2 separate regions of the Mus musculus genome follow, and region 2 is linked to region 1. A link is a contact called in public capture Hi-C data. All regions are on one chromosome and are shown on one strand. Each heading gives the region's core, a stretch centred on a gene start, on an enhancer-like site or on the middle of the called end of the contact. The rest is flanking DNA. Distances are from core to core; before and after follow the strand shown.

The links. Capture Hi-C pulls out chosen DNA fragments and counts their contacts.
Region 2: a capture Hi-C map of macrophages shows a contact between it and region 1, with 3 times the contacts expected there. The contact joins the promoter of Batf here to the promoter of Rps6kl1 in region 1. A contact is called at or near these places in 9 of 39 promoter capture datasets (the 3T3-L1 cell line, cranial neural crest, hematopoietic stem and progenitor cells and 6 more), 2 of 484 Hi-C or Micro-C datasets (the G1E-ER4 cell line and bone marrow-derived macrophages), 3 of 115 datasets of contacts at active chromatin or transcription factors (craniofacial prominence, large pre-B cells and microglia) and 3 of 9 other capture datasets (embryonic stem cells, liver and macrophages).

The regions. Positions count from the first base shown.
Region 1 is chr12:85,147,425-85,153,364 of GRCm38.p6, reverse strand. Rps6kl1 (ribosomal protein S6 kinase-like 1) reads left to right here and starts at 2,101. Exons shown (of 11, transcript NM_146244.4): 1 at 2,101-2,202; 2 at 3,457-3,741; 3 at 5,495-5,619. The coding sequence starts at 3,477.
Region 2 is chr12:85,683,696-85,689,630 of GRCm38.p6, reverse strand. It overlaps Batf (basic leucine zipper transcription factor, ATF-like), which reads right to left and starts at 2,911. Exons shown (of 3, transcript NM_016767.2): 1 at 2,658-2,911; 2 at 259-363. The coding sequence starts at 2,720.

The DNA of each region.
Region 1 (5,940 bases), core at 852-3,351:
ACACATTAGCCACCATGCCTAATGACCTGAGTTTGATTCCTGAAACGCAAAAGGTAGGAGAGAACTGACTCCTGCAAGTTGCACTCTGACCTCCCACTGCATGCTGGGGCGTTGTGCAATACAAACACACATGCATGTCACTTAAAAAGTATGTGTAATCGGGCTGGAGAAATGGCTCAGTGGTTAAGAGCACATGATGGTTCTTGCAGAGGACCTGAGTTCAGCCCCTAGCACCCACCTTGGGCAGCTCACAACTGTCCAGTAGTCCCCAGCTTCAGGAAGCTGATGCCTCTCTCACCTCCTTGGGCACATTCACACACACACACATACACAGAAATAAAGAATAAGTTTTAAGCCAGGCAGTGGTGGCACACACAGTTATTCCCGGCCCTGGGGAGGCAGAGGCAGGCAGGTCCCTAGGAGTGTGAGCCTTGTGACGACATTGCACTTTTGTCTGTTGTGATTGTTGCTGCTAATGACATTTGTGTGTGGACTTTCACAGGAGTGAAACCCTGGATCGTACATAACTGTAAATTTAACTTTGTGAGCATCGACTAACACACTTTCTGCAGAGTCTTATCATCCACATCCCTGACAGCAGTGTAAGGTCCCCGTTTCCCCAGAACACTGTCAAGCCTTGCTATGGTAATTTGTCTAACTATGGCCATCCAGTGGATATCAGCGATGCGTTGTTGTGGTTTTAATTTGCATTCCCTTAAGAACCAATGATATTAAATATCTTCTCATCTATTTACTGGTTGTTTTTATATCTTCTTTGAGGAAATTATTAAAATCCTTTGCTCAGTTTTGAATTTTTTGTCTTTAGCTTGTTAAAATGTGTCCGTGTGAATAAAAATGGACCTCATAGACTCATGTATTTAAATGCTTTGTGACAAGGGAGTGACACTCTTTGCTAGGATTAGAAGGGTTAGGAGGTGTGGTCTCACTGGAGGAAGTGTGTTTTCAGGTTTTGAAAGCCCATACCAGACCCAAGCTACTTCTCTTCTTCTCTCTCTTTCTCTTCTCTTCTCTTCTCTTCTCTTCTCTTCTCTTCTCTTCTCTTCTCTTCTCTTCTCTTCTCTTCTCTTCTCTTCTCTTCTCTTCTCTTCTCTCTTTTCTTCTCTCTCTCTCTCTTCTCCTCTGTCTCTCCCCCTCCCCCCTCCCTCTCCCCCTTAAGATGCTTTAGGGATGATGAGATGACCTCATGGTTGGGAGCACTGGCTGCTTGTCCAGAGGATCGGGGTTCAATTTCCTGCACCCACATGGTAGCTTAGAACTGTCTGTAAGTCCAATTTCAAGAATCGAACACCGCACACAGACATATTTGCAAGCGAAACACCAATATACATAAGATAAAAATAAATAACTCAAAAATTAAAAGGTTGTTTTATTTTAATAAAGAGATAAATCTGGGGCTGGTGACGTGGTTTAGTGCATAAGGTGCTGCCATTTGAGCCTGGTGACCTGAGTGTGATCCCCAGAGACGACAACAGCTCTGGGTGAGGAAGGGGTGTGGAGGAGGAAGAGGAGTCAGAGGAGACCGGTGTGGAAAACTACCAGAGACAAGGTCACAGCAAAGCGCAGAGTGGCTTCTGACAAGTAAGGGGGTCGGGGTCGTTTGTGCCTTTCTTGGGAATGCATTTCTGACTCCAGGTTAGGATTCGGTGCTGCTCAACTCCGAACCACTCGCCTGACCTTAGAGCCCAGGAAGCCCTGGGCAGATTGATCTGTGAAGCCATAGAGGCAGCTCTACCCTAAGCCCTAGGGCAGAGTACACACCCAACAGAGAAACATTGACTAACTGAAGTAGTGAATGAAGAAAGTCTCTTGAACGTGCTGTGGTTAAGTTTCATTGGCTTAGAGGTCTAAGGCAGCCACATCCCTGGGTGACAATAGACCTTTTCTCTCCCTGCTACACTCAGTCACCCACATCCATCCCCACTGACTCCCACTCCTGAGTTCCTGGCCTTGCAAACTCTAGGGCTTTAAGGGCTGTCAGAAGCCGAGGAGAACGATGATTGGAGGTTTATTCTAACGGGTTGAGGATGAGCTCATCCTTAGCCAATGGCTGGCAGGCACCCGGCTAGACGCCCCACCCCCGCCCCCAGGCACCTGCGGAAGGGTGGTAGGCACAGACGGAGCCTTGCAGAAGGTGAAGGGACAGCGTTGGCGGGAAGGCCCGGAGCTCTGGCACGCGGACAGGTATAGTATTTGGTCTGCTCTTGAGCCATCCTCTCAGGAGAGGAGGCTTCCCCTCCCTGCCTCAGCCCGACCTCCTTGGACGTTCCCTATAGTGATGCACCTTGTGTGCCGGGGTCGTGCACGCGCTGCTTGCTTGACGTGTATAGTCTTAGGCACGCGGCTCCGAAAGCTGGACCCGCAACTCGCAGCCCTGCGCAGCCGGCGTCGGTGCCCCAGCACAGGCCTCGAAGCTACCTATCCCGCTGGGCCTGGCAGAGCAGGAAGGCCGCCTTTCTCCATCTCCTGGCCTCCTGGCTGCTTGGATATGTGCGTTTCCTCCCCACCTCTTCCTTTATCCTGTGTCTCTTTCCTTGCCGAGGTGGAAAAGATCCAGGGAGAAAAGCTACCCCCTGGTCATTTTCCAGGGTACCCGAGACAGCAACGGTGGCTGCTAGGCTGCTGTGAGGGACAGGGACCGCACTGCTGGCTGCTTTCTCTTTGCCCCTTCCCCTCTGGCAGCCGCCACTCTTATCCCTTGGGCCATTGGGGTCACACATTGCTTGGGGAGGAGTTACTGTCAGGTCCTTGGGAGGGCGCACAGGCCCCTGGACTTCTGGGATAGCCTCCATAGGGCTGGGTCACCCTGACACTCTCGCTGAACTCCACATGAACTGGCATCTAATCTGTCAATCACCTCATCTCCCAGGGGGCTTTGATGAGCTCGCCATTCCGGCTTGGAGCCTGGGTATTGGGGGGGGGGAGTTCCCCACTTGCTGACTCAGGACCTCTCTGGGCCAAAGGTTTTGTCTGGGGAGAGGTACCCCTGAGCTGAATGGAACTTCACAAGGAAGACAGGGAGGAGGGGAGACCTGAGGTGGAGGAGAGGTGAGACCAGCTTTAAGCCAGTGTGTGACTTTGGTATGTTTACTATGCTCTTGACACTAGGTTTACTCTGTGGACACCCCTCAAAGGCAGCTGTGGGTCACAGGTACCCCCAGTTTTCCGTGCTCCGTTCATACAGCATGGTATTTGTGGAGCTGAATTTGAGTGGAAAAGAAAAGAAAGCCCCCCCCCCACACACACACACTGCTGTGTTAATCTATCATTGCCACACTGAGGTAGGACCCAGCTCAAAGACGGGACCTTACCATCGCTCGTCCCTCCAGCTTTTGGATGTGAACATCTGTCTCTCCAATGTTTAGTAGAGGAAGCTGGAGTACAGGTAGGGGTGTGGCTCCCAACACGTGTCTCCCCTAAGACCTTTGCTTCTTACAGGTCACAACAGCAGGGCCACTATGAGCCTGGTAGCCTGTGAATGTCCACCTGGACCAGGCCTGGAGCCAGAGCCCTGTTCACGAGCACGGTCCCAGGCCTGCATGTACCTGGAACAGATTCGTAACCGGGTAGCTACAGGGACAGCCGATGTGACCAAACGTGACTACCTGGTAGATGCAGCTACACAGATCCACCTGGCACTGGAGCGAGATGTCAGTGAAGACTACGAGGCTGCCTTCAACCACTACCAGAATGGTGTGGACGTGCTACTCCGCGGTGTGCATGGTATGGGTGGGAATGTGTGTGGACAGAAGGTGGACAGGAGAGGGCCAGTGGAGGGTCCTTTGTCTCTATCCATACTAGGGCATTGTGTTAACCCTGCCTGACTTCCGTGAAGGACATTTCTGAGGACTTAGATTTATTAAGGCATTTCTACCTGGCAGACCCCATTAGGTTTTCACTATATTAACTCATTCAAGTCTCACATTAATAGAAGTATATAGGAATTATTAGTATGATCATTATTATCATTTTTTGAGATAGGCCTTTCATTGTTGCCCAGGCTAATCTTCCTAGATCAGTTCCCTGATGGCTCAGGCTACAAGTGTGTGCTCTGGGCAAAAACTAATTTTCTTCTTCTCTTCCTCCTCCTCCTCTTCTTCCTCCTCCTCCTTCTTAAATTTATTTATATTATGTATATGAGTACACTGTAGCTGTTTTCAGACACACCAGAAGAGGGCATTGGATCCCATTACAGATAGTTGTGAGCCACCATGTGGCTGCTGGGAATTGAACTCAGGACCTCTGGAAGAACAGTCAGTGCTCTTGTCCTCTGAGCCATCTCTCCAGCCCTTCTTTTTTTAATGATTCATTTTTTATCTGTTTTATGTGCACTGGTGTTTTGCCTGAATGTATGTCTGTGTAAGGGTGTCAGATACCCTGGAACTGAAGTTACAGACACTTGTGAGCTGCCATGTGGGTGCTGGGAATTGAACCCGGGTCCTCTAGAAGAGCAGGCTGTGCTCTTAACCACCAAACCATCTCTCCAGTGCCAGCAGGAACTCACTTTCCAGGTGCAGAAATTGAGGCATGGAGCTCAAGGCTCCACAGCTGCTGAGGGCTACACCGGAAGGTGGGACTGTGGCTTCATCAGCTCCTGTGGCTTACATACTTGGCCTGCTGCACCTGCCTGGCCACGGAGCTGGGCTGTGCAGTGGCCCTCTGGAAATTGCACTCCAGGGGTGGGGGGAGGTGGGGCTGACTGACAGGTGGATATGAAATTATAATCCTGGGTGGGAAGAACAAAGAGGGGCAGGCAAAGGGAGAAAAGAGGAGAACTGGGGTCAGAGGGACCTAGCAAGGGACATCCAGATGTGAATGCTGACATATATGTGTCCAGTAAAGGCCTAGCAGTGTTCCACAGAGAGGGAGGGAGGAAGGGAGGCCCAGGCTTGTGGGCAAGAGGGAAGCGCTGATGGGGCAGAAGGAGGCATTTCCATGCTAACTCTCAGACTCAAGGGCCTGTGGCAGGCAGGCTATGATGACTAGAGTCACCAGACTCACTGTAGAGGGGACCCTGCCATGCCTGAGCTTCAGGAGTGCCCAAAGCATTCCTTATTCCGTCTAATCTGGTCTCCACCCAGGCCTTTTTCATAATGGGAGGCAGAGATAGAGGCAGCATTGTCCTCTGGAAGCGTCTCTCTCCTCTTCTGAAGGAAAGAGACATAAAAATCTCCACCTTGATCCTTCCCAGGATGTGAGAACAGTCAGTGAGGTGGTGGGTACCGCTGTAAAGAACAGGTGGCTGAGGGCCATGGTGGTTCCCCGTTTCCTCATGCATCTCTCATCTCAGCCCCTGATCTCACACACAGAGCTGGGGGGATGAACCAGCTAAAGCTGTCTGAGAAGTAGGAGCCATGGGCGGTGGTGACAGGCAGACGTAGTTGACGGAGTTGGCATCTCAGCCACCAGTAAGCCCAGGATAGAGGGTGGAGCACAGTCCTGGTGACCACAGATGGCGACCCCTGGTTCCCCACAGTTGACCCCAACAAGGAGAGGCGTGAAGCTGTGAAGCTGAAAATTACCAAGTACCTACGGAGGGCAGAGGAGATCTTCAACTGCCACCTGCAGCGGACCCTGGGCAGTGGAGCCAGTCCCAACACGGTGAGGAGAACCTCCCTGAGGAAGAGAAGGAGGACTCTGGGGAGAGACAGCCCCTCCCCCATACAACCCTCACTCCCCTCCTGCCCCAAGGAGGAGTGGGCAGCAGAGGATGTGAGTCTGAGTGTGAAGCAAGGTTGCCCACCCTCTGTCTCCCACACCCTCATGCCTCATTCGGCCTCACAGAGAACCTGGCATACGTGACTTAAACACCCACCCCAGTTTGTGTGTGACTCCATGTCCTTTTCACAGGAGTACGCAGATTCTGTTTCTGCTGAGTGGGAAAAACGCAGGTATTTGTAATGTATACACACACACACACAC
Region 2 (5,935 bases), core at 1,662-4,161, 540 kb before region 1:
CACACATCTACCCTTGCACTCTCCTGGGCCAGAAAGGTTCAGTGTCCAGTGCTGTTCTCTGCTACTAAATGTTTTCATACATGCATGGGAGAGCGAAGCCCTTTCCACAACCTGACCCCTGCAGCTCTTGCCCTCTACTACTCTCCCCCAGTACTTAGCTCTACCACAGCAGAATCATCAGAGCTGGGCCCCACAGCCTCACTGGTGTGGGGCGCAGAGCCTAAGGGCAGGAGCATGGTAGGAAGTGTGGGTACTCACCAGGTGAAGGGTGTCGGCTTTCTGTGTCTGTCTCTGTCGGCTCTTCTGGGCAGCGATGCGATTCTTCTCTCTCCTCTGAACTTTCCTCACATCATCAGATGAGTCCTAGGAAGCAGAGATATCAACGGTAGGTCTGATCGTTCCTCTTAGTCAAAATAGGACATTGGTTTCCTCCCTCCTTTCCTTCCTTCCTTCCCGGTCCTCAGTTCTTTCTGTATTGTCCATTCCCCTTATTTACAAAAGGCCTGTACCCAAAGACATTTTCTTCAGCATTCCCTGCTACCCACCCTTGGGTCTCCTATGGTCTTCTTATGATCAAAAGCTACTCAAAAGTGAAGAGAAATTGAAGCCTCAGGAGGGCTACTTTGGGAAATTCCAGTTAAGATGCCATCACTTCTGCTCTCTCCAGAGCTGTTCTAGCTTCACTCTGTGTGTGTGTGTGTGTGTGTACATGTGTGTATACATATGTATGCATGTGAGGTATGTGTGCGTGTGAGTGTGTGTGCATGTATATATGTGCATGTGTGCGCACATGCTAAACCTTCTTGATGCTCCTTTTGCTGTTGTCTTTGAAAACTCCGCTGAGCATTTACCATGTGCCAACTTCTGTACAAGCGCGTTCGGAGACGCTATGCTTCAACTCCCCAGCTTTCTGAGCAGGCACCGTCTTTTCTATTTTACACAGTACGAAGCTGAGGCTCTCCACCCTGATCCCTGAGCTCATGGACATCCAGGGGTATGACATCTTTCTGGCACTGATGCTCAATCCTTTCTGAGAATTCCCCCTTGACTATTAATTTCATTGTGCTGCACCCCTAGGCAGAGGGCGCCGCCCAGATCTGTTTTATTCGGTCCATCATTGTGCAGACATCTTGAGACCTTCCTAGTCCTGAACATGATGCCTGCTACAGATGAGGTAACCCCACCACCACCACCACCAAATCATTTTATGAAGTGCAGGTCGCCTGCTTTAGTGAGCCACTGACGGGTGCTTTGGAGGACACAGTGCTCTTTGAGTGCTTTCTAAGTATCTCCTATAGAAGATCAGGGAAGAGAAGCCCTTCTGCAACCCCCACCCTGTCACCTACCTCCACTGGCCTGAGGGGCAAAGACCCTTGGGTCAGGTTCTGATTCCCTTCCCTCTTTACTCAAACTTTCCAGGTCATTCTAGCAAACGGACATTGGGTTAGAGAGGGCAAGGATATATTCTTCCTTTAATGTGCTAAGGGACTAGGTTGCCATGGAAGCTGTGAGTAATTTCCTTCTTAAGAAGAGACTGGGGTACCATCTTCCAGGCAGTCTGAGTTGCTCTGATACCATCGTGAGCGAGGGACTATCTCCCTCTTGAGGTCTTCACCAGTATGGCTTTTGGTGAGGGCTTGTGACAGATGTGGGAGCCGGTGGTCAGGTAGTTTACGTTTATTTTGTTTGTAGCGTTTTGCAGCCCCCTGGATGTGTGTGAGCCAAACACTCTACCTCTGAGCCCCTCCCAATATGTGTGCTAAGGAAAGAATATAGTTTTTAAGATGAGATGTAAAAAAGTTTAATCCGTGGGTCTATGTTGGATGAGGAGGAGAAATGTCTAGAACAAGGGGCATCAGGAACGTGGTAGAGAGACCCAGAAACCACAAGGTGAGAAAGGCATCCCATCGGAGGCATCTTTCAGTCTGAGACATTTCGGCTTGGTATCAGTCAAGAGTCTAAGAGTCTCAGAATCTTTCCCTCCATCCCTGGTTTTTCAGGGATGATATTAGCTACTAGTGAAAGTCTCTGACACGCCTCCTGGACCATGGCCTTCTTTCTTCTATCTGGAAGCCACATGGGGGGTGGGGGGGAAAGATACAGGTTGTAGCTTTAGCCTCCCTTCCCACGGACTGCTGGAGTTACCGAGGCAATCCGCAGGCAGATCTTGCCACTCTTCTCCTCCTGTCTACCTTGCTTTGATTTGCTATATTTCTCTTCCCTGACCTCGGTTCTGTCTTGCCACTTGCTTGGTTTTTTCCTGGAAAGCTACAACTCTAGGATTTGGGTGGAGCCCGAAGCAGCGATCTACTGGAACATTCCTCTGCTTATGGTTGACCATACTTCTAAGCTCTGTGATATTCACCCTGCCCCCAGCTTCCTAGAAAGTTTCACGGTGGGAACCTAAGTGGCAGAGACGAGGGGTACCTCTTGGAAAGAGAGGCTTTTGTGGCGGGATGCGAAGCTTCAGCCCTTGGACCTCTGTATAGCAAACACCACACGGTCCAGAGTCTGCTAGAGAGTTCCTGCCACGAGCTACTTCCTTCCCCAGACAGAGCTCCCTGGGCAGGACAAGGGAGCCTACCCCTCTTCTACCACCCCAGGAAAATCAGAAGGCAAGGCATGCGGGGCGTGGGGGAGGGGGACGAAGGGGGTACCTGTTTGCCAGGGGGAGGAGAGCGGCTGAAGCTGGAGTCACTGCTGTCGGAGCTGTGAGGCATGGTTCTAATCTTCCGGGCTCTCCCACACCGTCCCAGATGCCTCTGGGCGATCTTCTCACTAGCTGGCTCCCCTTCTTGACTGCTAGGGGGCCACCAGCACACCACCTTCCACAGGTACCTCCCCTGCTTGCCCAACAGCAACCTCTGACAGACCCCTGCGTCCTCCTCTCTCTCGGGTGCAGAGGGACTGCTCCCCACAGGGACATCTCGCTGCTTTGGGGCTTGCGCACAGGCCCTCTCTTGTGGTTTCTGGTAATTCAAGCTGGAAGTCACATGGGCGGAAACGTCAACAAGTTAGAAAGAAGGTAGAGAGAAAATACACATCTGGGAAAAGACCACAGAATTAGGTGAAAGAAAAAAAAATACACAAACCCCCAGTATCTTCCGGCAGGCAGTTTGAAAGGCAGAGCGAGCGCTCTTCAATTGATGAAGATAAAGAAGAAAAACAGCCACACAGGGAAAATCCCCGGCCAGAATTAGCAAGTTCTCTGCTGTCAACATGGCAGAGAGCAGCAGGAAAGAGCCTCCAGGTCACAGGCCTTGATTTTTAAATCTAAATACAGTCAGCGACAAGCCTGAGGACCCTTTCTGGGTTTCACCCGAAAGCAACTGCCCATCCTGTTTTATGACCGGCCTTCCTCCTTCACCTATAGGACAGTTCGGTGGGCTGGGGACAAAAAGAAAGGAGGGCACTGCCTTTTACAGATGACCAAGCAAGACGTTGGGGCTAGCTGAGAGTCTCGGGGAGTCTCTGGAATCGATGCTAAAGAAGTTTATTATCTATCCCCTGTCCTCTTAGCAAGACACTTTCATTCTCCCTAGAGAAAGGATACCTACCTTCTGTGGAGGGGCTCCTTCAGGAGTTCAAGGTTGACCTTGAGTCTTCAGAAGTCAGTGACGTCATAACCCAACAAGGAGAGAACGTCAAAATGAGGGACAGAGGCTCTGGACTTGGAGTCAGATCGATATGATGAGAATCCAGTGACTCCCTATCCCTACTCCCCCCCCCCCCAGCCTCCCACCACACACACACACCTAAAACCTGCCCCACCTACTACCTTTCAGGGCTACTGCAATGAGGGATGACAATTTGAATAGGAATGTCCCCCACTCTGTAAAGCATGCTGTGGAGTGGCGGTGTTTGGCATGTGTCCCATGACACGAACACGCTTGTCGCTTTAGTGAACAGTCCCATTCTCATCCCAGTGTTTTGGCTATTTTTTTTTAAAGTTTGGGGACTGGAAAGATGCTCAGCAGTTAGGAACACTGGCTGCTCGTCCAGAGGACTTGGGATCTAGTCCTAACATCCAGACAGTGGCCCAATCATCTGTTACTCCAGTTCCAGGGGTCCTCTTCCTGACTCCTCGGGTACCAGGAAATGGACACGGGGCACATACATATGTGCAGGCAAGACACGCACACATATTAAAATAAAAGCTCTTACTCTATTCCCAGTGTGGCTCAAATGCTCACCTCGATTAATCTGAGGGCTGACAATATGTTATGGCTCCTAAAGCATTTTTGTATCCACTGATTACAATTCTGCCTGACGACAATATTGTTCTAAGGACAAACCTATCAAAATAATAATAATAACAATAATAACAATAACAATAATAATAATAATAATAATAAAAGTCAATCCTTGTAGAATTTGTATTTAGTGGTGAGAGCAGACAGGTAAAACAACTGAGCTGACATAATACATCAGGGAGTGTCAAGTGTCACAGATAAAAATAGAGCAGGGTAGGAGAATTCGAAGAGTGGCCACTTTTGTAAGCTGGCCAGGAAGGGCTTGGTGAAGGGGTCACACGTGAGCAGGAACCTGAGGGGGAGCAGAGAGGCTAAGTGAAGAAAGGTCCAGGCACACACCTGAGGTGGAACACCAGAGAGCCCAGTGTCTCCGGATCAGAGGTCCTGAGAGTGGCAGGGGACTGGTAGGGGATAAGTTCGGTACGTGGATCAGCCGGGACGTCTCTCAAGGCTCTTGGAGTCAATTGGGAGGAGTTTTGCCTCATTCTAAAGTAACCAGAGAACCAACCACAGGCCCGTGCCCCGTTCCCTAGATCCTCAGATCTAGCCACTGCGACTGCCTGTTTGTTTCAGAGCACTTATCGTAGCCGCTGATTGTTTTAGAACTTATTTTCTTCACTGGAAGGCAAACTGCATTTGGGAATTTCTTATTTAATCAAGCGTCCCCTGAGCACCCACCATGTGCCAGGCAAAACACTTGACTTTTTCCCCTGAACGAGACAGTTTATCAGTAAGTTTCCACTGTGTAACATACCAAGGACTTCACGAGAGCTTTAAACAGGCATGCTTTTGGCTGAGTTTGTAGGTCATTCAGAAGATTCCAGAAGGCCACAGTAGCTCTGATCTCATCCAGACCTCTCAGCTGCTGAGTTGGTTGGTAACTGACTGGTCTGTTCTCCCTGGCCCACCCCACCCCACCCTCCCAGCCATCCTGCCTGTTGTTCCCTTGGCAGGTGCCGGATTCTAAAGGCAGAACTCAGAACCTGCCAACATCCATGATCAGGTCTAGCTCAGAGTCCCATCTACCACATCCTATTGACCAAAGAAAGTCACAAAGTCGCTCAATGTTCAGTGGGCTGAAGATACAGTCCACCTCTTGACTCAGACCCAGTTGAAGACTTGTAAGGTCAAGCCTGCTGCCTCCCCCAGGTGGGCAGACGTTGGTAGTGTGAGAGCAGGGGAACTACATGCTCTGACTGGAGTATCCTGGGATCCCTTTAGACACAGTTGAGATTTTCCTGTGGGGAGAAAAGTGAATGAGGGAAGACCAGTTAGGATTACAATGTTGGGTTTAACATTGTAATCTCATTGTCCTAAACAAAAGAAAAGATACTGGTAGCATGAATCACAGAGGTGGCGATGAAGGTGGTGAGATGTGGCCCCTGTTCAAGCTGAAGACTGTCTCATGTTTACAGTTCCATGTCCGGTACCTAGTAGGCACCCAATAAAGGGCTGTTTGAATAAGGTCCGACTAAGCTCCCATACAACTAGAAGTTACGACTTGCATCTTCTCTAAACCTAAGTATATTAAAAACCCCTTAAGGATTATAATGATCTTATTTATATTGCATTTAGTTTCACCCGACAGATTTCCCACCTATTATGTGTTGTAACAAGAATCAAGAATCATAAGTATAAGCAAGACAGAGACACTGCTTTCATAGAAAGAAAAGCATAGTCCA